2 separate regions of the Rattus norvegicus genome follow, and region 1 is linked to region 2. The links are chromatin contacts, called in public Hi-C maps. All regions are on one chromosome and are shown on one strand. The core of a region is the stretch at or near the end of the contact, and the rest is flanking DNA. Distances in the headings are between cores, read along the strand shown.

The links. A called contact is a pair of places that touch in the nucleus more often than the background predicts.
Region 1: a Hi-C map of frontal cortex shows a contact between it and region 2, with 3 times the contacts expected there. The contact joins two enhancer-like sites. A contact is called at or near these places in 3 of 12 Hi-C or Micro-C datasets (frontal cortex, hepatocytes and liver).

Annotation. Positions count from the first base shown.
Region 1 is chr17:28,171,789-28,177,375 of GRCr8, forward strand. All of the region lies in intron 1 of Tpi1l2 (triosephosphate isomerase 1 like 2), which reads right to left. F13a1 (coagulation factor XIII A1 chain) reads left to right here. Exons shown (of 15, transcript NM_021698.2): 13 at 2,390-2,550. Among named protein-coding and RNA genes, the nearest start is that of Tpi1l2, 56 kb to the right of the region's middle. Within about 2 kb of position 1,268, at least 18 of the 93 cell types and tissues checked have an H3K27ac peak or open chromatin away from gene starts, as enhancers often do.
Region 2 is chr17:27,724,837-27,730,276 of GRCr8, forward strand. The region is part of intron 1 of Tpi1l2 (triosephosphate isomerase 1 like 2); the gene reads right to left. Among named protein-coding and RNA genes, the nearest start is that of Ly86, 35 kb to the left of the region's middle. Within about 2 kb of position 1,870, at least 26 of the 93 cell types and tissues checked have an H3K27ac peak or open chromatin away from gene starts, as enhancers often do.

The sequences.
Region 1 (5,587 bases), core at 18-2,517, 450 kb after region 2:
GCAGCCAATGAAAAGTGATGGGCTTAACTCACAGAATGAGTATTGTCCCTCGTACAAACTTTAGCTTTATTCCCTGCCACCAAGCCTAGCCAGCTGAGTTCCATCCTCCACGTAGTGGAAGAAGAGAACCAACTCCTGTAACTTGTCTTCCGGTCTCCACTCATATGCCTGGACCCACACGCAGTGATAATTTTCTAAATTAAAACGTAAGAAAGATTGCACTGGCTGTGTTGTGAAGGGACTCGAAGAAGCAGGGATGGAGCTTGGAGACCAGTTAGGATGCTGTAACAATCATCCGGCTGGAATGTGGTGGTCCTGCTGACAGTGCTAAGAGCAAGTCCTATTTGCACATGTTCTGAAGAGTCCTCTTGATTGGCTGTGTACAGAAGAGGAAGGAGTGGAGGAAACTCCATGAATGACAGTGGTGAAATGCCTTGGCACTCCTGTTACCTTCCAACATAGTGGAAAACTCAGGCTGGGTTAACATGATTAAAAACACGAAGGTTACAGAGCCTAGATCCCCACTGGGCAGGAACATTGAACCAATGGGTGTGAACAGGGGCCTTGTGTGGAATTGTCTATAATCATCACATCTCTCTACACCAGAAATAGAGTACAGCCCCCTTTCTAACCTCACATGCACTCTTTCAATCTTCCTTGACTCCTTAACCAAATTAAAGGATGGACTCAAGCCATTCCCTGGCTGCAGAAGCAGCACAACCAGACACTACAGCCTCAGGCTTGCTTCTGGGCCTTCCCCACCATTGTGGACTGTAATGCCCTCAAATCATAAGCCAAAATAAATGTTTTGCCCTGCAAAAATTAAAAATAGGGGGATAACTTTATATGAGTTAATGGATTAGAGTGATGTAATGTATTTCTCTACTAAGTCATTCATGTAGGGATCAAACCTAAGTCCAAGTCAATTTTAATACAGCTCCATCAGTTACACCACCGAGGCCTTGTCCAAGATAACGTCAAGAGAATTAGAACTTCATTGTTCTTTTGCTAATTTACTAATTAATGTGGCGTCAATTGCACGCAATGTAACGCATGTTGCAATCTAAATTAAATCCTAGTCTTTTGCAAAATCACACACTTCTAACCCTAATCAAGCATCCTTCAGTGCCTCTGTTGCAAATAAAATTTTCTAAGGAGAATGGGAAGCAGACTTTTCAGATTGGTGATTAAAGGGAGTGTGTGGGCTAGAGTCAGCTTGGGAGATTTGAATAACTTCAACCACTCAGTACCTTCAAAGGTGTTGTCATTGTCACTTGGCTAAATTTAGTTTCTTTGCTTTTTGGAAGAGATGAGGCAGCTCCAGCCTGTGTCTCCCTTGGCTTTCCCCAGACACCATAAATGATGTTGGCAGCCTCCCATCTCCACCACTCATACAGTGAAAATCTATTCCTCCTTCTCTTGCCGCGTTTAATAAACTTTATCTAGAACAATTTCTTGTGCGGTGGCAAAACATGGCACTTATGTAATGGACTATTTCAGGAGCACTGCTCTCTGGGGCCTGAATGCACAGCCCCATTTCTTCTGGGCCATGATTGAGAGAATGGGCTGCCTCCAAGAAGAAGGGAGCCCTGAGGCTGAGACTATAAGTGGTGATAAGAGCCTCTACAAAGATGGGTCAAAAGGAGATGGACAAATCTTGCTACCCTAAGGAAACCCAGTAGTCAAACTCCCCCAAGAAAAACCAGAAGAAAACCACTGTTTATTACTATCCTTGGTAACATCAGGGGGTAAAATGCACTGTCTCTAAGGACATACCTACCTGGGCTCAGCCTGCAGAACTGCCCCTTGGGCTCTACAATCCCAGGCTATGGGAAATGGAGCCACAGAGCAAATGGACCCAGGCTACAGATACAACTGTGCATTCTCAGCCCCAGTGGAGATTGAAAGGGTAGTGAGACTACTCCCAGCCCCCATGCCATTCTGCAGGGCTTGTCCTCTACTCTGAAAGCTTACAGTAGGGTTTCAACACAGAGGTCTTCCCAATCATAAAGAGGAGAGAGAAAGCTCTATGCTCCTTTTCCGCCATCTTGGGATTGCCTTGGCCCAGATCGAAGTCCCCATGATTGAAGTTCCTAGGCTCTACCTTTAATATCTCTGTTTATGCTTCCCATTTTACAGCAATGAAAACAATGCTTGGAAAGTCTGACAACTCCTTTTGCAGTAAGACCTCACTGACTTACATTTCCAATGTATGCTTTCCTCGCTCACCAGACAGGAGAGCTCATCCCTGATTGACTTTTGTATCTAACTTTTGCTGTGTTCCTAATGACTTGTGTACTAACGTGGGGCAGATGGGAGAGGAAAAGTAAGCCATATGCCATCTTGTCCAGGTCTTGATGTCAGCCTTGTTGGTTTTTCCTCCCTCCAGTAGAGAAAAAGGAGGTGCTGATCAGAGCAGGCGAGTATATGAGCTACCTTCTGGAACAGGGCCTCCTGCACTTCTTCGTCACTGCACGCATCAACGAGACCAGGGTCGTCCTGGCCAAGCAGAAGTCCATAGTGCTGACTATCCCCAAGGTCACCATCAAGGTCAGTGAACATCATATCTCAGACAAGAAAGGAGGGCAAAGGGCTTAGTCAGGTAGCCAGACTGTGTATATGTGTGTCTGGGAAAAGGGGTGTCCAAAAGACATAATAGAGCTAGGATCCTCCTGTTCTTTGAAAGAAGCAAGCCATTCTATATATAGTCTCGAACATGTAACACTCCTCTTCTCTCCTTATTTAAATATATAGATGTGACGGCAGATATAAATATAACCTGTGGTATAAACACACTTGTGGAGGAAGATAAAGATGTGGGATAGAGACAGAGACTCAGAACTCTCTGTGTCTTTAGAATAAAGTGGGTCAGGCTTGCAAACTGCCTACACTGTCCCTTCTGCATCGGGGGCAGTAATGTCATTCACTGGGGTGTGACTGTATTCAGTAGGATGTGCAAGCTGAAGTATACAGCTGGAGAGCAATAGCCGAATATACATATGCCGTTATAAGCACCAGCCACATGAAAATATAGAGGATTCCCAGTCTTCAGGAAGTTCCTTCCTGCTTTTTCTTGTTCACGGTCTTCCCCACTCACCAAGATGACAAATTTTCTGGCTTCTGTTACCATGGCTTGTTTTTCCTACTTGGTTCACGGCGTTAGTGAGCACAGAGTTAATTGTCCAGGTAGTACAGGGTATTTCTTCTCAAATTGCTCGGAGAAGGGGGGTTGGTAAAAGAAAGCTTGGGGGATGGGTTACCTGCTTCTCAGCACCAAGACTGACTTCTGGTAGCATCAGTAGATAGCTTATCAAGACACCTTCCAAGCACTAGAAGCCAAACATCCAGTGGTCACCTAGGAGAGTGTTATTTTATGCCATCTGGATGTGGCCTTAGCGAGCTTCCCTGGTGTCTGGAGAGCATTCATCTCTTGAGAGACTGAGGGGTTCATATAAATCTTCCTAACACGAAGTATCCTAAAGTAACCAAGTAAGCCAAGTAGCCCCAGAGACAGAACACAGGGCAGGAGTGAGAAATGAGCCTTGTTTCTTATGAACCACTTTTTAAGCTAATGGCTTTTGTGTGGCATTCAATATGACTTTCCTGCTTGCTTATATACTGGACCCTGGCAGCTGCTATTAAAGTATATCACATATATAACTGAGGTTCTAACACTCAATACACTCTATCGATAAGCAGTACAAATGTTTCCCCTTTATACGTGAGAAAGCTGAAGTGCAGAGAGGCTGTAAAACTTGTGCAAGATTCCATCATCATCAAGATGTAGAACTAGGTCTCCGACCCCAGCAGTCCCGTTACAGAAGCAGGATGAGAACTGCCTTGTCCACTTCTCCTCAAAATCTGGTACTTGGACCACTCCAAAATGAGGCTCACACAAACTTGAATATGTGTAGGGCCCATTGAGGAACAGAATGTCAGAGCCTCTACCTCTAGGAAGGTCCATATCATCTCCTTTCTTCTGTTCTTGAACTGCAGCCACTTACCATACACCTGTTGAGATTGGCACTGTCTGCACCACAGGCCTTAAAAGGTGGAATGCAAATGAGAATGTATAGTCTGAGAGAGATCAGAAACAAATGCTAAACAGGAAAACAGGGCACTTGGGTTGCTCCAGGAGGGCCATATTGCCATGAGAGCATGAATTCATTAGCTCAGGGCACAGGGACCCCAGTAGCAGGAGTCACACTGGCTCTCCCATAGTCAGAGACCTTGAATATGTCCCTCAGTCACATAGCAAAGGCATCTTGGCTGCTCTTAGGGGTATGTTAAACAGCCTGTGCCCATGGTTAGATCTCTGCCTTTCCCACCAGAGGCAGTTCTCATGTTCACCTCATTATGAAGCATTGGCTTGTCCCTGCCAAGATCTCAGGAGAAGCCTTTCCGAGCTGTGAAGTGTTCAGACCACAGCACAAAATAGAATTTAATTGCACCACTGATAATAAAATGAGTGTATAGAAGAAACTGATACCTTTGATCTTTTGGGATATCATTAATTAGAAAGGTTTTGGATTTTTTTTCTATCTTTTAGGTTTCTTTAAGAGCAACTGAAATGGCAGAATCAGAGGTCTGATTCCACAAGTTAGTAGATGAGGGCAGGACTTGAACCAGGGTTGGTTGGGTTCAATTTGGGTTAATTTCCATGTCAGAAGCAGGGATGCTGGTTCTGGTGGAAACTCAGAGTCAAGGTCATTTCCTGAGAGAGAAGATCTGATACTGTCCACTGCTAAGCCTGTCCGGAAAAACTATAGGTGAGGACTCATCACACAAGCCTTAACCATTAACCCCAGTAACTTCAAGGTTAAAGTAAATCTAAACAGGAAAAGAGATGTGTCAGGGGAAGGGACTGTACACCTTAATGCCACTCAGACATCACAGCTGTGACAGGTCCAGATTTCAGAAACTGTGGATAGTGTACTAGGCACCTGTGGCACTGGAGACATACAACTGTATCCTTCAGAAGCCAGTCATGCACTGGAAGTGATGAGGAGGGCAGGAAAGGGGCTTCTGTTAAGGGTGCTAGAAATATGGTAAGAAAATACTCTGTTGGACAGTTATGTGGGAGAACATGTCAGAGAACTAAGTCACATAAGTGGCATAAAACAGGAATTCCAAACACACTAAAAGTACAAAGCCCACAATGGTTCAAAACCTATGGTCCAAAATTACCTACAACATGCCACCTCACTGAACGTTAGGAAAAATGCTAGAATACTTTGTCCATCCCTCTGAATCAGGGATGGGCTCACAGCAGACTGGACCTCTCACAGATGCTGGATATAGATATACCAGGCACAGGGTAAACATGAAAGATGTGGCTAGAAAGACAGACCCTTCCAGTTTCATTCCACAGGCAAGAAGAGGAGGGAGGAGGCCAGCATGCTGATAGCAGTGACAGCAGCTGGGAGATATTAAGCACTGCGATTTTAGTAATGCCCTTGTATCATCTTATCTGAGAGGTAGGTATTACTGTGTCCTTCATTGTACTAAAGCCCAGAGAAGTTAGTATCTTATAGCTAGTGACCAAAACATGAGCCCTGCAACCAAGGGAATTTAAAACTTTTCCGTA
Region 2 (5,440 bases), core at 620-3,119:
TTTGTTTTTCTCCTCCTCAGAAGTAAAAGAGAATAAAAAGACTAGACGATGACACAACTACTTTAAGGTAGAAGAGCCAACACTGAGGAAGCGAGAGTGTCTGGAAAGTGGGAGGGTTTGCTTCTGAAATAGCCAAGTATTGTACAGACAAAAAGCCAAAGAGGAGAAGACAACCGAGAAGATCTGCAGTGCAGGAATCAACACTGGCTCACAATTAAGCTGCATTGCGGACTCACCTGAATCTTAAGATGTGCAGCCAGCCCCTTCAGCGACCACAGGCCACCTTTTCTTCTTAGACTTGGGTGGGATGCAGGGAAAGGCAGAAAGGTGCTTGCAGCCAGATGTTGGCTAGAGGGGCAAAGGGTAGAGGGACACTGAGGACAGAAGCACAAAGGAGCTGGGAGCTGGCCTTTCTATCCAGACCTGGTGAAGGAAAGAAAAGAGGACTGACTAAGGTAGCCAGGGAGATGCTACTGAGGATGGATCCCTATATTTAGAGGTAGTGTGAAGTCTGTTCCTCAGGCTTGAAGGAATGGAAACTTAGAAGAATGTAAGCACACTCTGAACACACGAATAATTCTGCAGTTGAGTTCCGGAGGGAGAAACACCTCGGGAGGGGCTGTCAAGTGACCAACTTAGATCATATAAGGAGTCCTGCTTCAAGGCTGTCAAAGTCATTGGCTCTTTTAGGTTTAAATTCAATTAATTCTGCAACGGGGCGAAACAGAAGGTATTAGTTCTAGGAAGAACCCTTGCTTACTTGGTGATTCACTCGTGAATACAGCAAAACTCAAAACCCGAGGAATAATGCATCAGGCAATACTAGTTCCGTAGCCAGCCAGCATCCCTCCCCTCAAGAAAACATTGCAGACCATGACATCATTCCTTCTGGTCTCCCTACACCTGCTCGAGTCCCTCGATTTTACCACCAGATGGCGATGTTGGCCTAAGATCTAGCCCATTCTCTAGTCCTGGGGAAGCCTGACCTGAATATAAAACTTTCCTAATCACCACATTTGATTCCCCCGCAGAACAGCACAAAAAACGCTGCGGATTCCAAAGAGGCCAACATGGCATCTCACCACATTGTATGGTCCGCAGGCCAGACATTTGTGCTTATTAAAGTTTGATTGCAAGAAAACAACTTTAAAATGCAGAGTCCAGGAGCGCACCCCCTCCCGCGCTTAGTCCCGCTTCCCGCTCCCCACCCCCCACCCACAGTCCAGCAATCTCGGACGTGGAGCTTTCCTGCAGCCGCAGAGGCAGGGCTGGCAGTGTGGCGCGGAGGTGGCAAGCTCCAGGGACCCACGCAGCGTCTGTCTGTGCAGTGCCCAGATGGCAGGGGCTGGAGAGGCCTCCAGAAACCTGCGACTTAGTGGCATTTCCCCAACTCTGGTTCCTGTCATCCTCCCTGGCCACCCCAGTTCTGTAGCGTTGGCTCCTGGAGTTCTACCCCATCCAGAACTTCAGGAGGGAGCTTGGGGCCAGGAAAGGTTGGAGGTGGTGGCATGAAAGTAAGGCCTACTTAGGAGGACCAGTCGTCAGGGTTAGAATTTTTACAATTACAGGGGATCCCAGGTGCCCACCTAATTGGTATTGCTTCGAAAACAGGTCCTGCCTTGTGTAGGGCAGTGTGTACATACTTTAATACATGGGTAAGGTGGACGCAGGCGCCTGTTTACAGAGTGACCCTCTGGCTGGCTCCCAGTAGCTTGTACCAAAAGGTCGGAGAAGGATTGTCTTTGGTCCCCAGCAGCCAAACCTCGGTGGTCCCGTCTATGCCTCATAGGGATGTGTTCATGGTTCATGCACACAGCCCAGCGGTGCAGTGCTCCCTGCTGGCCTGCGCTGGGCCCCCTCGAAGCGGCCAGACGGTGTGACTCACAGCGGGCTTGCCCCCGCCGAGGTCATCCACTAGGCGCAGCTGGGCCGCGGAAAGAAAGAAGCTGATGAATTTTTCATCGCGATTCCCTTGGCTGTCGATCTGAAGGCAGTTTCTGGGGCAGCAGCCATTAAGGACCTGTCTGTGCCAAGGACAGCCCCTCCCCCACCTCTCTAATTACTGATAGACAGGAGACTCGGGTCCCAGGTCCCCTCCTCCTCCAGGGCGTTTCCTGGTCCTTTTGGCTTTGTTTGATTTCGAAGCCTTGGGCAAGTGGGGAAGAAGGCAGGGTGAGGAAAAGCGCCTATCTAGTTTAAGTTTAATAGCATGTGTAGACAACCTACCTGCCTGGGCTCTGCCTGGAAAAGGAGCACAAAGATGCTCACACCCTGACCTCCAGGAACTTGCAGGCCTCTGCCGGGATAGGCTAACAAAATGGACAGGAAACAGTCCAATGTGGGCCAAGGGCCAGGTTAGTTGGGCTGTGTATTAGTGAGACCCGGGTGCAGGGAGAGACGTGGGGAAAGGATAAGTTGAAAGGAAAGGAGTCCAACACCTGGGCACAGGAAGAGGAAGAATGAGGGCGGGGTCTAACTTTGAGTTCTGGAGGGGAACAGAGGCACAGGGGTGCAAGGTGTGTGCGTTCCTAGATCTACCCAACACATGAGTAGGCCTATCGCAGATCGGAAGCTGGTCTTTTTTTCTTAAGCCCTTCTTTTATAAAAATTTGGTACAGATATATCAGGGGAAATCACTATCAGATAAGAACACTGAGGGGCTTTTTGTTCCTGAGTGGGTGTGGGGGGAGGGGAGTGGGGGAAAGAGGGAGGGCTGTACCAGATCTTTTTATTACATGGATTGTTTTTGCATAACTAAGTTAAAAACACACACTTAAATATACTATGCATACTGTTATGTATGGAGATGATCTAGAAATACAGGTTTTTTTTAAAGGTAATGCACATATTCCTAAATTTGGGTGAAATAATTAAAAATATTCACCCAGAGTTACAATTTTGCTATATTTCCTTATACTTTTTCCTTAGTTTTTTCCTGTGCAGACTTCATTTCATTGAGACCATGTATTCTTTTTATTTTTTGTGAGCACAGTCATTCAATAAACACTGACAAATAGAGATCATAGCAGGAAAATTCCCTTAATCTTAAAGTGGAGCAGGGCATAGTGGCTCCTGACTGAAATGCCCACATCTAGAAGGTGGAGGGTGGGGAACAAGGCCTTAAAGGCAGTGTTCTAGGCAGATCCCAGCTATGTGTGGTTAAAGGCAGAGTTTCGGATCTGGCTGAGTGGTATATGACTCTGCCTGAAGAAAGGAAAAGGTGAAAACATCTCAAGGTACCTGAAGAGGTTTCTCAGTTCGCCTCCCAATGCGGAAGTGAAACAGCTGGTGGGAAGGAAGTTGTGAGATCCAGCACTCCCAGCATCCTCCTCTGCACCCTCTCCCCGCCTCCTCCCGCCCCCCAGAGTATCCTCACCCATACTCATCCCCTTACCAACCTTTTTTCCTCAGTGGCTGTGCCTGGGGTTCTAGGACTGTGCAATTCCTTGCCACCTTCTACTCTGAAAACCTGTGCAGAACCTGGTAGTTTATCGCATGCTTTCCCGTTGTTTTGCTCGGTTTAATTGAATTAATTTTAACACCTGTTATACCTGCTACAAAGATCAAAAAACTGAGCCTACATTAGAGTTTCCCTCTGAAACGTTAAGTGGCCAAATTAAAGACAGAGCAAAAGCTACAGATTTTTTTTTCCTTTTTAAAGAAAAGGTGTTATTTGTGAACCGCGAATGTTTGCTGTTTGTTAAATTAGCTTTCACATTTAAAGCCACCAGAAAGACATTTTTATCAAATAAGAGAATGTGCCACCTGCTTTATTTCTTGGGGGAAAAACAGAGAGGGAGGGCTTCCATTTCTGGCTCTGAAGGAGGAGAGCAGAAAAAGCCTTGTACTAAAAAACCAAAGGCTGAATTAAAAAAGTATGAACTAGTAGCTTGAGAGCATCAGAGAGCCGTCAAAGAAGCAGGGCTCTAGAGGGACCAGAATGGCAGAGGAAGGCAATGCATTCAAGTGAGTCCTTCAGAGCTCCTCTTGTGCCCTGGGAGCATTTGCTGAGTCATGCACAGGCCTCTGGGGTATAGACTCAAAACAGAATGACAGCTCCTTGCTTGTCTGCGTCAAAAAAATTGGAGTTCAGGATGCAAGGTTGCCAGGACTTGATGGACCATAAACACAGAGAGACAGAAACCAAAGGAAATGGAGTCTGTGTGCGATTTCTCTCCAAACCATTTCTCAGTCTTTAAGCTGTGCACGTGAAGAGTGAGATGCCAAGAAACCAAATAAAAGCAGCTGTCAAGAGGCTTAAAAGCTAAGCCAAGATGCTGGCGTGCTTATAGTTCTGGGTAGGCATAGCATACAGTTCTGGCTGCCGAGGACGAGGAACTTTATGAAGTCCTCATTGTCAGGTGAGCCCTGAAAAACCAGTCCATCAGAATAAGCATACACAGGTCTGCAGCTCTTATACCATATGCAATGTGGGCTGCAAGAGCCTCCACTCTGGCTGGGACACACACACACACACACACACACACACACACACTCTGCTGGTGTTATATATCCCTCTGCAATCACCCCCAGCTTTCCTGGAGGAAGATGACATATTTGAACACCACAGAAGGTATTATATTTAATCCATAGTATCTAATGCTGGACAAGTAATCCAGAGGGCCAGAGGCTTGTGATGTGGAATAGCGGGTAGTTGCTGCCTTGTCAGCTTGTGGTGCTTCCAATGGGGAATCATAAGATCTACCTCTTGAAACTGATGTGGCCCAAATGTGAGAGAGAGCCGGACCAAGCCATGTGAAGACCTGGCCAGAGAGGTTTAAGTGGAGGAGATGCTGGAGTCCTTCCATGTGACTCTGAAAGGAAACTTGCCCATCTTTGAGGCTGAGGGCATTTCAGTCAAAAGCCTTGCAATCTTTGGAAGATGGTTTGGCAATTTCTCACAAATACAAGCATGGCCTCACAATCCAACAGTCAAACTCTGTAGTAGGTTTGAACCCCAAGATGGTAAAAGCTTAAGTTCATGCAAGAAACAGTCATCCGACCGTTGATGCTGTCAGCAGGTTTAGTCTTACCTGCTCAAACGTGGAAGCAGTTAAGTTGCCCGTCAAGGAGTGAATGGATAAAATGGGGTTAAATGAAGGTAATGGCGTCACTCAGTGGTGAGAAGAACTGAGTTGAGAAGTCACGCAAAGACATAAAGAAGTCTTGAACAAGTCAAAGAAGCCAGTCTGAAAGGCCTCCAGACAGATGACATGATCTAAATATATGGAACTCTGGACAAGGTAAAAGAATGGGTACAGACAAAAGGACAGAGGTTTCTCAGGGTTAAGAGAGAGGGAGGCGTAAATTAGTGAAGTACAGATAATTTTTCTGGGCATTGCAATTATTCTGTGATGCGGTGCTGCAGTTGAACCAAGTCAAAGTCCATAGAACACACAACACTAAGAGTTGAAGTCTGTAGGCCCAAGGATGTTCTACT